Regions from separate parts of the Ovis aries genome. Here region 1 is linked to region 2. The links are chromatin contacts, called in public Hi-C maps. All regions are on one chromosome and are shown on one strand. The core of a region is the stretch at or near the end of the contact, and the rest is flanking DNA. Distances in the headings are between cores, read along the strand shown. Region 1 overlaps AFF1 (ALF transcription elongation factor 1). Region 2 holds the start of AFF1 (ALF transcription elongation factor 1).

The links. Hi-C and Micro-C count contacts between places; a contact is called where the count stands out from the background.
Region 1: a contact with region 2 is called in a Hi-C map of blood, with 1.8 times the contacts expected there. The contact joins the enhancer-like site here to the promoter of AFF1 in region 2. A contact is called at or near these places in 5 of 16 Hi-C or Micro-C datasets (blood, hypothalamus, liver and 2 more).

What each region holds. Positions count from the first base shown.
Region 1 is chr6:102,707,572-102,713,477 of ARS-UI_Ramb_v3.0, forward strand. AFF1 (ALF transcription elongation factor 1) reads left to right here. Exons shown (of 19, transcript XM_042251616.2): 4 at 417-503; 5 at 1,425-1,461; 6 at 4,842-4,893. The coding sequence starts at 420. Among named protein-coding and RNA genes, the nearest start is that of KLHL8, 120 kb to the right of the region's middle. Within about 2 kb of position 3,785, at least 4 of the 54 cell types and tissues checked have an H3K27ac peak or open chromatin away from gene starts, as enhancers often do.
Region 2 is chr6:102,558,504-102,564,434 of ARS-UI_Ramb_v3.0, forward strand. AFF1 (ALF transcription elongation factor 1) reads left to right here and starts at 4,345. Exons shown (of 19, transcript XM_042251616.2): 1 at 4,345-4,625. LOC121819846 (a long non-coding RNA gene) reads left to right here. Exons shown (of 3, transcript XR_006060196.2): 3 at 922-2,832.

The sequences.
Region 1 (5,906 bases), core at 2,535-5,034, 150 kb after region 2:
GGAAAGTTCTTCTTCCTTTGAACTTAAATAATTCCAGGAAATGCAATAAAGACGCTGAGGGAGAAAGAAAGCATTGAGACAGGACTGAGTGTTCATAGTTACATAAGCTGGTAACACCTACTACCGTTTTTTATGCTTCATGCTGTTCAGAATGTTCAGACCATTCATGTTCTATGCTCTTGTTTTTCTTCTTCAAACTGATCTCTTTTCAGTTTTGTTTGTTGGAGAGCTTCAGCTTTTGAACAGAGCCCACCAAGTAGGAGTTTTTTTTATTTTAAGTCACTGAAATAACTTTTAAGATTTTACTTTCCATATGCCATCACTCCACTGTGCATTCCGTTAAAAAGTTGACTTAAGTAGCAATAAATGTTCTATTTATAATTTACTTTTTCTTCCCGTTCCAAATCTCTTTCCAGGAAATGACCCACTCATGGCCTCCTCCTTTGACAGCAATACACACGCCTAGTACAGCTGAGCCCTCCAAATTTCCTTTTCCCACAAAGGTAATTCCTTACAAGTCTAGTAGGCACTGCATCCACACCAGTGACAAGGTCTGAAGTATTGCTGTGTGCTGGATTAATCAAGTACTGTTTGTTGAACTCTTTAGAGAATAGGTTAACACTGCAATTAATTTAGCTCCTAAAGTGCTTCCTAATGCTTTCAAATGCTTCTTCACTCTTCAATTATGTCAATAAGAATGTCTTACATGTGTGTAGGATTTTGTAGAGTATGAAAGTAATCAAGACTTTATAATAAAATCTTTTTTTTTTTTTGTAATGTCTTTTCCTTAGGGGGGGACAACAGAGGACAGGGGGGAAAGTAAGGTGGCATTTCTGCTTCCTAATTCAGAATTTAGGCACATATAGACACACATTGACACTTGTCATACCTCCTGTATTGTTTAAAAGTTTAATGTGATCAGCTACATCTGTGGTGGTTTTAATAGCAAGGTAAATTGCCGACTTAGAAGATTCTGTTAAAGTATTTGTGAACAATGTTTTTAAAACATTGCCCTTTTTTTTGGTTTTGGTTTTTGTACTTTTGATAACCTTCAGAATATAGAAATCTCACCTCAGATCTGTGTTCAATCCAGCCTGGTATACATGCATATTGTTAACATCACTATTCCTTTCCATAGTGTCATTGAGATTTTAATCTACCCAAACCAGAATTTGCCATGTTATATACTAAACATATTTTCTAATGATAATGTTTTTCTTAAAAAAATGTAATTCATTATTTATTTTAAGGTAAAACATTACACTTTGGAAGGAAAAATGAACTGTAGGGAACAGCAGAAGAAATAAAACCCATTTTATGTAAAAATTAGATTTATCAATATTTATCAGATTTAGCAGTGGCACAACCTTGGATTTACAAATCTTAATATTTTATTAACTAGAGATTTTCATTTTTCTTTCTAGGATTCTCAGCATATCAGTTCTGCAGTCCCAAACCAAAGTAAGTAAATACGTGGAACTGATTATTGCACTGGAGAATAAAGCATGTTTTTTACTGTTTTAATATAGAAAATATTCATGGAAAATGATGAGGTTAACTTCAGCAGAGATGAGGTTAAAGCTAGGAAGGGCAAACATAAAGCTGTTCTCTAGGTGGAATTTCAGATTAATGCAAAGAGTTAATGAAAGTGTCTTACTAAAGTACCTAACAAATATAATTTGGCGTTACCTGACATACGATAAATATCTCGAGAGTGACTCTAAAAGCATATACAGTTACCCAGGAATTGTATAAAAAGACAAATTGGAGTATTTTCTGTGCTTCTTGTATTTATTTTAAACAAAAGAAATTTCTACAGGGAAGAGAACACACAGCTTCTTTAGACCTTCTGTATATATTGGCCTTATAATTCGTTTTTGGTTCTTTTAAATGGATTGTAAATACTGGAGAATTCAGGAGGAAACAGAACCTTCACTGGATCTAGCCTCTCTCTTTATCTGTAACCCTTTGGTTCACTAAATTCTTTGTTTCCCAACTATATCCAAGGCATTTCAAGCCTTACAAAAATGACTGATGTACTTCCAGTCATTTAGTTCATCAACATATGGTGAGTGCCCAAGTTACGATGTATTGGTCTTCACAGGGCTTAGGGAGACCAAAGTAAGGTGTGTGGTGTGTTCATATGTGTGGGAGAAGGTTGCTCATAGATATTCCATGAAGGTAACTCTTCTTCAGATCTTTCCATCTCATTCTTTTCCCTCACTTATATTTTTCCCTTGATTATCCAATTATTTCTATTGCAAGGATTTGAGGAGAACAAAAGAGATGAGGGAAAATAAAAAATGGAATTAGTCTTTCTCTAGAATAGGGGAAGCCTATAGCCTAAGAGTCAAATCTGTTGTCCAGCTAGTTTTCATAAAGAAGGTTTTATTAGGACACACCCATGCTCATTCATTTATCATCATGTCTCACACTATATAGCAAGCAAAGTTTAAAATAGTTCCATCGGACCTTTACAGAAAAAGTGTGCTTCTCCCCGCTCTACAGATAGTGAGTAAGACCTTGTGAGTAACTCCTAACTAAATTTCTCCCAAATGCAGAGATACGGACTTGACCATCTTGCATGGTATTGGGGAGACTGGGAAATCTTTGTTTCTCAACCTCTTGGCAGCCTATCCAAAGATAGATAACAAGTGAAGTGGCACAGCTCCGCTGTGGACAGGACTGCTATGCACCCTTCTCCTTCTTGCTCCTCCACCCCTCAATTCCCCCCACCTTCTAGGGCTGCCAGTCACGCATATTATATGCCTTCCACTGAGTCACTCACAGTTTGCATGATTGCTACCTCCTGGTTTAAAAAGACCCTGTGATCCTTCAAACTGTGTGATTTCTCCTTTTAGCACAATACAGTTGAACTTTGCCGGGGGTGGAGGCCCTCCAGGCCTGTGGAACAGTGTAGGCTGAGTCCTCGTTGCCCTGATGAAGTTTTCAGATGCTGGCAGGTCATCCCTAGGTCTGGGCTCAGCAGATGCTTATTACCTTGGGGTCTTTTATGCTGCTGCCGTTCTGTCTATTGGTTCTGGAAAAGCTGGTTTACCCCTGTGAGGACGTGGGCAGGAGTGAGAGAGGGGTGCTAGTCGGACCCAAGAGGGGTCTGGTTGTGTGCTGGTTGAAGATGGAGTGGAGTATGTGCAGATAATAGCTTTCAGAGAAATGAAGTGTGACATCTGTTTCTCAAAGTATGCCCAACAAGCAAATTCAAATTTCATGAAAAATTAGGCTTTTGGAGTCTGTAGAGAATGAAGTGGTAAAGAACCCGCTTGCCAATGCAAGAGACAAAAGAGATGCGAGTTCGATCCCTGGGTCGTGAAGATCCCCTGGAGGTAGGCATAGCAACCCACTCCAGTATTCTTGCCTGGAGAATCCCATGAACAGAGGAGCCTGGCGGACTACAGTCCATGGGGTTGCAAAGATTCAGAGATGACTGAAGCGACTTAGGATGCATGCACACAGAAAATGAAGTATATCCCATATATACATCCCTGTATGTCCCAGGATTTATGTCCACATGTGCAAAAAAGCACAGCTGCTTGAGGATTACCAGAGCCTCATGGAGCTTAGGACCTGGTCAGGATGTCTGTGTGGAAGCCCCTGTGCATGGACTTTAGCTCCTTTAATTTGTAATCCCAGCCCTAATTTGCTAGCCAGAAGGGGAAACGAACTGAAAATACTGGGTAAGAGCTGCTGCCCCCATGAGGATGAAGCCCTGAACTGCAGTTATTTAAGGGTCTTCTGGGTCATTTGTGGTTACTCTACTCCCCGCTGTCTGAAAGGCACCCATGTTGCCATTCAGCTTCTGCGTCAGGTCCAGACACAGACACGGTCTCCCAGCTGCTCTTCAGCCTCTACACTTAACATTTCCTGTTCCTTTCTGGGTCATGTCAGGTAACACCAGCAGGTTCCTCTTTCTGAGAAATTGTTGTATTGTGCCTGGTGGCGTCTCAAAGTATTAACGTCCCGTTATGGCACTCGGAGCCCTCTGACCTCCCCAGAGCCCTTCACGTTGCCCTCCACACACTCTGCACCCCAACCTTCGCCTTTCTGATCTGCACCATTTCAATTGCTCCCACGTTTCTTGCCTGCCTTCACATCGTCTCTTCTTGCCTGAGGGCCTTCTTCGCTCTCATCTCCCGCTTGCCTGCAGTCATTTCTGTCAAAAATCTCACCCATCCTTTGCAACACACTTAATTTTGTTTCTTTTCTGATTTGCCTTCTTTCGTCATGACCAGTGGTGTGATGCATCTCTAGATTCCCGGGACGTTTCATTTAGACGATGGGTTTGTGTGCGGATCTCTCACTGCCTAGGTTGTAGATGCGCGTTCCCGGTTGCTGTCCCTCCGTCAGCTGTACACTCATCGAGGATGGGGGCAAATGTCTTGAGCATCTAGGTGTCTGTAAGAGGCGGTTTGTGACCAGCAGTTGAATGAATGAATTGGGGGTGTTGAATGATGGGGGGACAGGTGGGAGCACATGAAAGAGAGTGCTAGCAAATCGCTGATGGATGTGTGACATCAAACCAGGTGGGGTGGCGTCACGGTGCTTCCACAGGAGCCCCCATCAGCGGACCCCAAGAGAGTCTTCTGTGGGGTCGGCTGGCCAGCCAGCACTCTCAGGGTTTTTCAGTTCTGAGTAAGCCTTCTCTCAAGATGTAACATAAATGTTATTTTATAATAGCTCTCTGTTGACAAAATTTAAGTGTACTAAGTGTTTTTAGGTGAAAAGGTGGTGGGAAATAGCAGGGAAAAAAAGGGGGGGTTTATAACTAACAGTCTCATGAATTTGTCATTGTGCTCATCTGATCATTTTTCCCTCCTCCACAGAACAATATGATACATCTTCCAAAACTCACAGTAATTCTCAGCAGGGAACATCGTAAGTAACATGCTTTTGTTTATTAAAAGTTTATAATGTTATAATTTCCCATGTAAATCTGTTGCTTAGATTCCCCCCCACCCCCACCCCCCTTGTTTTTAAAAGATGACTCATAAAACACTGCTGAGTTGTGAAGGGAAGAAATGACCTACATTTCTACTGGGGTTAAGTTCTCCTGTTGAAAGTTGAGGCACCTTAAGCATTTGCTAAGGGGGTTTTCTCAAAAAGAAAGGCATTTGAGCCATTATTTACATGTTAACCCTGGAAAATAGAAGGTTTTAGCTTTATAAATTTCAGTCTTAAATAGCTTTAGCTTTTGGAAGCAAATTGTGGGGGGGGGGGTTGTACACAGTCTCAGATTTTCTGCCACTTTTTTGGCCTCATTTTAACTACTAAAGAATGTCTTGCTGCCCAGCTGTTCTTTATTAAGGCCAAGTAAGTCCAGATATGTTTGGGGTTTTTGAAACAGTTGAAACTACATAGTAGAGATTTTTAAACCAGCGTTTTGACCTAATTTGTCATTTCTTGGTGGTATTGAACTAATAATTCTTCCCATAACTAGCAGTGGTTCAGCTAGTGAGTGAGGAGATCTTTCTCGCCTCAGATATTTGATCAGTTACTAACATAGCATTGCTTGTCTCCGAGGACTTCAACTTTCTTCTCATTTTAAGGCCTACTATTTGTCCATGCATTTTTGGAAGGCGGTGCTGTGCTGGATTGAATATTTTGGAAACTATATAGTTGAGGCAAAGAGGTTGTTTTCTTTCTTCACCATGACTGAATATGAGACTGGGTAAAATAACTATTTCCAGAGCCAGGTCCTCGATGTAGTTACTTTCACTTCTTCATGGTAAAGTAAGAAAAAAAAAATTTGTTGTTGTTGTTGAAAAGCTAAATTTATTATAGTTTCCAGGTTGGATTTGGGTGTATAATAAAAATCTGTTGATTAATTTTTGCTCTATTTTCCTTTACTAGAAAAAAAAAATTAACCCTATGTTAGTTATTCTTTGCCT
Region 2 (5,931 bases), core at 3,095-5,594:
GGTTAGGACTTTCTTACATGTTGAAGTAATTCATTTGCTTTGAAATATACATGCAGTAATTTTGGAGTAACGTCATTTAAACTGCTGGTTTACAAGACTCAGGTCTTGCTGACTACAGAGTTTAGGAATATTCCAGGCTGCCCAAGCAAACAGCTGTTAGTGTTGTGATGCAGGCACATTTCCCTTCAGTCTCAATCTCAACATGTATTCCTACCCTGCCTTGTACAGTTCAGGAACTCAGGATACAGCCTATGAGCTTCACTGAGTCCCTGGAGATTCATTTGTTTGTTTGCAAAATTTAAGTAGAATCATGGCTGAAAAATTTCAGGTAAAACCCCAGGAGTCCTTACACAGAGAGGCAGCTGGAAAAGTTCCATAGTTTATTACCAAAAAAAAAAGGCAAAAATTTTTTTCATTTCTGTTATAAAAAAAGATCACTTATGTCAGAGACATGCTTCACCTAAGCAGAAACATGATCAGAAATAAAATGACTAAGTTGTAAAGATGAAGAAAGTGCTAGAATTTTAGCCAGTGAACTAAAAATGTAATTGAAGAATTCCTATAATGAAGATAGAGAGCTAACAAAGTGTAATGTCTACATCTCCCTTGCATAATCCCTTTTCAATTATGTCATACATTTTTTGAAAATTTAGATGTAGCTTCCCTGCTGGCTCAGATGATAAAGAATCTGCCTGCAAGGCAGGAGAACTGGGTTCAATCCCTGGGTTGGGAAGATCCCTTGGAGGAGGGCATGGCAACCCACTCCAGTATTCTTGCCTGGAGAATCCCATGGACAGAGGAGCCTGATGGGCTACAATCCATGGGGTTGCACAGAGTTGGACACTGCTGAAGCGACTTAGTATGCACTCAATCACTATTTAAAACAACCTGCTTATTAACTGATTATATACAATTTGACAGGGAGAAAAGGCAGAAAAGCAACTTAAAAACTCACAAGAATGACTGCTTTTCCTTTATGGTGACTGCACCTATGAAATAAAAAGACGATTACTCCTTAAAAGAAAAGTTATGACCAACCTAGACAGCATATTAAAAAGCAGACACATTACTTTGCCAACAAAGGTCCATCTAGTTAAGGCTACGGCTTTTCCAGTAGTCATGTATGGATGTGAGAGTTGGACTATAAAAAAAGCTGAGCGCCGAAGAATTGATGCTTTTGAACTGTGGTGTTGGAGAAGACTCTTGAGAGTCCCTTGGACTGCAAGGAGAGCCAACCAGTCAATGGTAAAGGAAATCAGCCCTGAATGTTCATTGGAAGTACTGATGTTGAAACTGAAATTCCAGTACTTTGACCACCTGATGCGAAGAGCTGACTCATTGGGAAAGACCCTGATGCTGGGAAAGATTGAAGGCAGGAGGAGAAGGGGACAACAGAGGATGAGATGGTTGGATGGCATCACTGACTCAATGGACATGAGTTTGAGTAAAGTCCAGGAGTTGGTGATGGACAAGGAGGCCTGGTGTACTGCAGTCCATGGGGTTGCAAAGAGTTGGACATGACTGAGCGACTGAACTGAACTGAACTACCTTTCCGGAAATTAATTAATAGAAGTATGCATTGGAATTTTCTATTTACCTACCTGTTTCTGCAAGGCACCAGAAGCTCATGAAAATAGGTGCTCTGTGTCATTGATATGGCCCATTCCCTAGCACATTGCCTTGAAAATATTCCTATCAATGTCATGAGCTATCCTCTGAACCAAAGCTACATCATTTTCAACAACAACAACAAAACCTGCAGCATTATATCCCTCACCTCCAAAAGCAGTAAAGTCAAATTATCAAACTTACAGTGTCAATGTTATTTACTAAATTGACTACAGATTGAAGGCATTAGGAGACTTTATTGGATTAGGAACACAACAAAGGAAAAAGTTTTAGATTGATTAAAAAAAAAACCCTTCAGATTATAAAGTATGACTAGGTTTATTAAAAAGAATGAAATAATCTATTTGCAACAACATTAGTTCAGTTCAGTCGCTCAGTCATGTTTGCAACATGAATGGACCTAAAGATTGTCACACTGTGTCAAATGAGTCAAAAAGAGGAGAAATATTGCATGATGTCCCTTACCTACCGAATCTAAAAAATTATACAAATGAACTTATTTACAAAACAGAAACACACTCACAGACTTGGAGAATGAATTTATGGTTGCCAGCAGGGGAAGGATGTGGGGAAGGGATAGTTAGGGAATTTGGGATTGATGAGGTACTCACGGAGCTTCCCAGATGGCGGTAGTGGTAAAGAATCTGCCTGCTAATGCAGGAGATGCAAGAGATGTGGGTTCAATCCCTGGCTTGAGAAGATCCCCTGAAGGAGAACATGGCAACCCACTGCAGTATTCTTGCCTGGAGAATCCCCATGGACAGAGGGGCTTGGCAAGCTACAGTCCACAGGGTCGCAGAAAGTTGGACACGACTGAAGCAACTTAGCAGGCACTCATGCAAGTACGTGCTGCTGTATTGATAATGGATAACCAACAAGGACTTACTTTATTGCACAGGGAATTCTGCACATTGTTATGTGTCAGGCTGGATGGGAGGGGAGTTTGAGGGGGAATGGATCCATGTACATGTATGGCTGAGTCCCTTTGCTGTCCATTTGGAACTATTGCAGCCTTGTTCATCAGCTACACTCCAATATAAAATAAAGTGTTTAAAAAATAAAAAAATGGGAGGTGGGAGGGGGTTCAGGATGGGGAACACATGTACACCCGTGGCGGATTCATGTCAATGTATGGCAAAACCAATACAGTATTGTAAAGTAATTAGCTTCCAATTAAAATAAATAAATTTATATTTAAAAATATGACATATGTTTTTATTTATATATAAGCTTATACATATTTTACAATGAAATATATTAATTCCATAACAAAAAGGTTAACATATTCGTTATGATTAGAATAGATATCAATCTTTGTTAGAAACATTTAAGAAGTGTGCAAACTGGCATCTGTCCAGGGTGATGGCTGTCCCACCTGTCTAGGGAAGACCTCCAAAGCTTTCACCCAGAGGCACAGTAGATCTCATCAGGGGCGCCTTAATTATTGTAGCTGTTAAGGTAAATCAATATAATTGTGGGAGCATAGGGAGTAAGGAAAAGACTTATATTTTGCAAAACAATCCATGGGATCAAGCAGCCAAGAGTTTAATTTGGAAATGCGAATATCTATCACTTAGCTTTTCAAACAGTGTTTATGTGGACAATGAAGAAATCAGGAGGGGCAGAGCAACAACAGCAACAAATGAAAAAACAGGGCAAGAAAGAGGAGTTATTTTCATACATTATATTAATTTATATTCTATTGCATATGAAAAAGGTGATTGTCTTGATCCAAATGATTTCACCCATTGAAACCATTAGGGGGGGACTTCCCTGGTAGTCCGGTGGTTAAGACTTCAGGTTCCAATGCAGAAGGCAGGGTTCAATACCTGGCAGGGAGTTAAGATCTCACGTGTCTCATGGCCAAAAGGAGGAACCACAAAACACAAGTAATACTGTAACAAATTAAATAAAGACTTTAAAAACGGTCCACATTAAAAAAAAAAATCTGAAAACATTTTAAACCATTAAGACATGGGAAAAATCCTGTCTAGGCCGTTTGATGACATCTTCCTGCATCCTTTTCAGGGAGGAAGGTGAGATGCCACTAAGAGTTCAGGAGGACGCTTTCTTTCCTATGTTCAACAAGGGATTGGGTAGCAACTAGGCAGTAGCCTTCTTTTTGGATCTGTTTGCCAAAGCCCCAGTACCCATTAGAATTTTCTGGGGTTGGGCTGCTGAAGAGCAAGAACTGGGGAGGCTGGATTTGGGAGGCCTGGTTTCTCGTGCCACTTTTTAACTTGCGGACACTGGGCACACTGTTTCTACCCCTTCGGTTTCATTATTTGGGAGATGGCAGCAATACTGTGTCTGTTTCATGCGGCTGTTATGACGATGAGCTGGGCTTGAGTGCGAAAAGCTCTTTACAAACCATTTAACCCTCTCCAGATGTGAGTTATTATCATCTTTCTACAGAATAGGACACTGCAGAAAAGACTCCTTGACACTTTTAGTCAAAACTTGACCCTAAGCTCATTCTCGCTGCAAAGCGAAAGGGTTGCGGTGCCCCGCAGCAGGCCGGGGCAGGGTCACCCACGCTGCCGGTGTACGGTCACTGCAGTATTCATTCCTAGAGGTTGCTGGCCCTGGGTCCTCCCACTGGTCTCCCGCGGAGGGCCCGCGCAAGTTCCTCTCATCAGGGTGGTGCCAGGGAGAGGGCGTGGGCAGGGCGGGGCCGAGAAACTCGGGGTGGGGCGTGGCCTCCCGGGGAAGGGCGGGGCCTCGCCTCCCGGGCGTTCCGGGGGCCGCCGGCGCGCGGGGCTAGCCAGCCAGCGAGCGGACGAGCGCGCGGCCCCTGCGCACTCGGCCGCCGCCCGCGCGCGTCGCTGGCACAGCTGCGTTCTCGCCTCCGCGGCTGGGCGCCGGGTCCCACGCGAGCCGTCGTTGAGCGCCCCGCGCTCCCCGCACCTGCGCCCCTTCCTCACCGCAACAGGTCAGGGGCGGGCGGAGGCGGCGAGGGCGCGCGAGCAGAGAGTGGAGGACTCCAGGTCTGGAAGGTGAGCGGAATCCTGCGCCCCGCTACCCCGAGCTGGAGGTGGGGGGGTTGGGGTGGTCATCCCGGTCCCGGCGCCGCGGCCGCTGACTTCTGGGAAGCCCCGGCTCTCCCGCCTGGCAGCCGGCTTCCCAGCACGCTGACTCAAGTCGCTTGGCGTTCCCACTTTTCCGGTGGGAACCTTCGGGGAGAACGGGCGAGGGAGACGCCGAGCTCTCTACCGCCCTTACCAATTCCCCGCAGGTAGCGTCTAGAAAAACTGGGGAGGGGAGCGCAGGAAGAGACCCGTCCTCCTCCCCACCTCTCTCACTCCACCGAATCCCACGTCTGCCCGTGCGCCCCGCGTCTTGCGGAAAGATGTTCATGTATTGGAACCTGGTCCCGGGGTTGCGTAATAGAAGAGTCCCAGAAGTTTCTCTGCGGAGTGGGGGTAAAAGCGGGGCTTTTCTCTTCTCCGTTACGAGGCCCCCTCCCCCCTTTATCGTCACCCCTCCCCCACTACGTCTAGGAGAGAGATTAGTGGTTCCAGTCTCCTCAAATTGTGATCGAGATGGAGGTGTGCGGCGGTGGTCCGCAGACTCCAGAGAGGGAGGGGAAAAGTTGGAGGCACCTTCTGAGACCTGCTTCTGGCGCAGAGGGAGACGGCGTCTGCAGAGCGTGGAACTGGTTAATTTCCCTCGGTGATACATTCTTCTTGATGTCTGAGCCTCTGACTGCCACACGCTAGCCCTCCGACTTTGCGAGCGCCGGGGTTGGCGAATTAGGAGGGAGAGGACCTGGAGCGTTACAGGAATCATCCTTTACCTTAAGGTGCTTGGGAGTTACGTTAATGAAGCTGCGAGGGACCTGCAAGGGGTCTTGCGACTTTCCTCCTGGGTTAGTCTCCGCAAACCCCGTATTGTTATGTAAATTGCCCTGGGAAGACCCTTGGCTTTGGAGGTGGAGATGAGTCCGGTCTTCCGGGAGCCCATCTCTGTTGACGGGTGGGGGTGGGTGTCGAAGTGGGGGTGGGGAAGGCCTTGCAGACGAAGTTTTTTTTTTTTTTTTAACAAAACAGTGGGGTGGGATAATCTTAACCCAGTTGGTGCACGTTGCAGGAGGGGATGGGGGCGGGGAGGATGGATGACCTACCATCAAGAAACCAGACAGATTTAAATCTTAAAGCCGAAACCGTACATTAAGGCGAAGACCCATGGGTGTTTCTTGAGACGCTTGGCAGGTGAGAAGAGCTCAGTAATTGAGGCAGAGAAACGCCAGGCAAGGGACCGGCCTGAGAATGTGGGTGATTTTGCTTGTGGAAGATTGTTTCA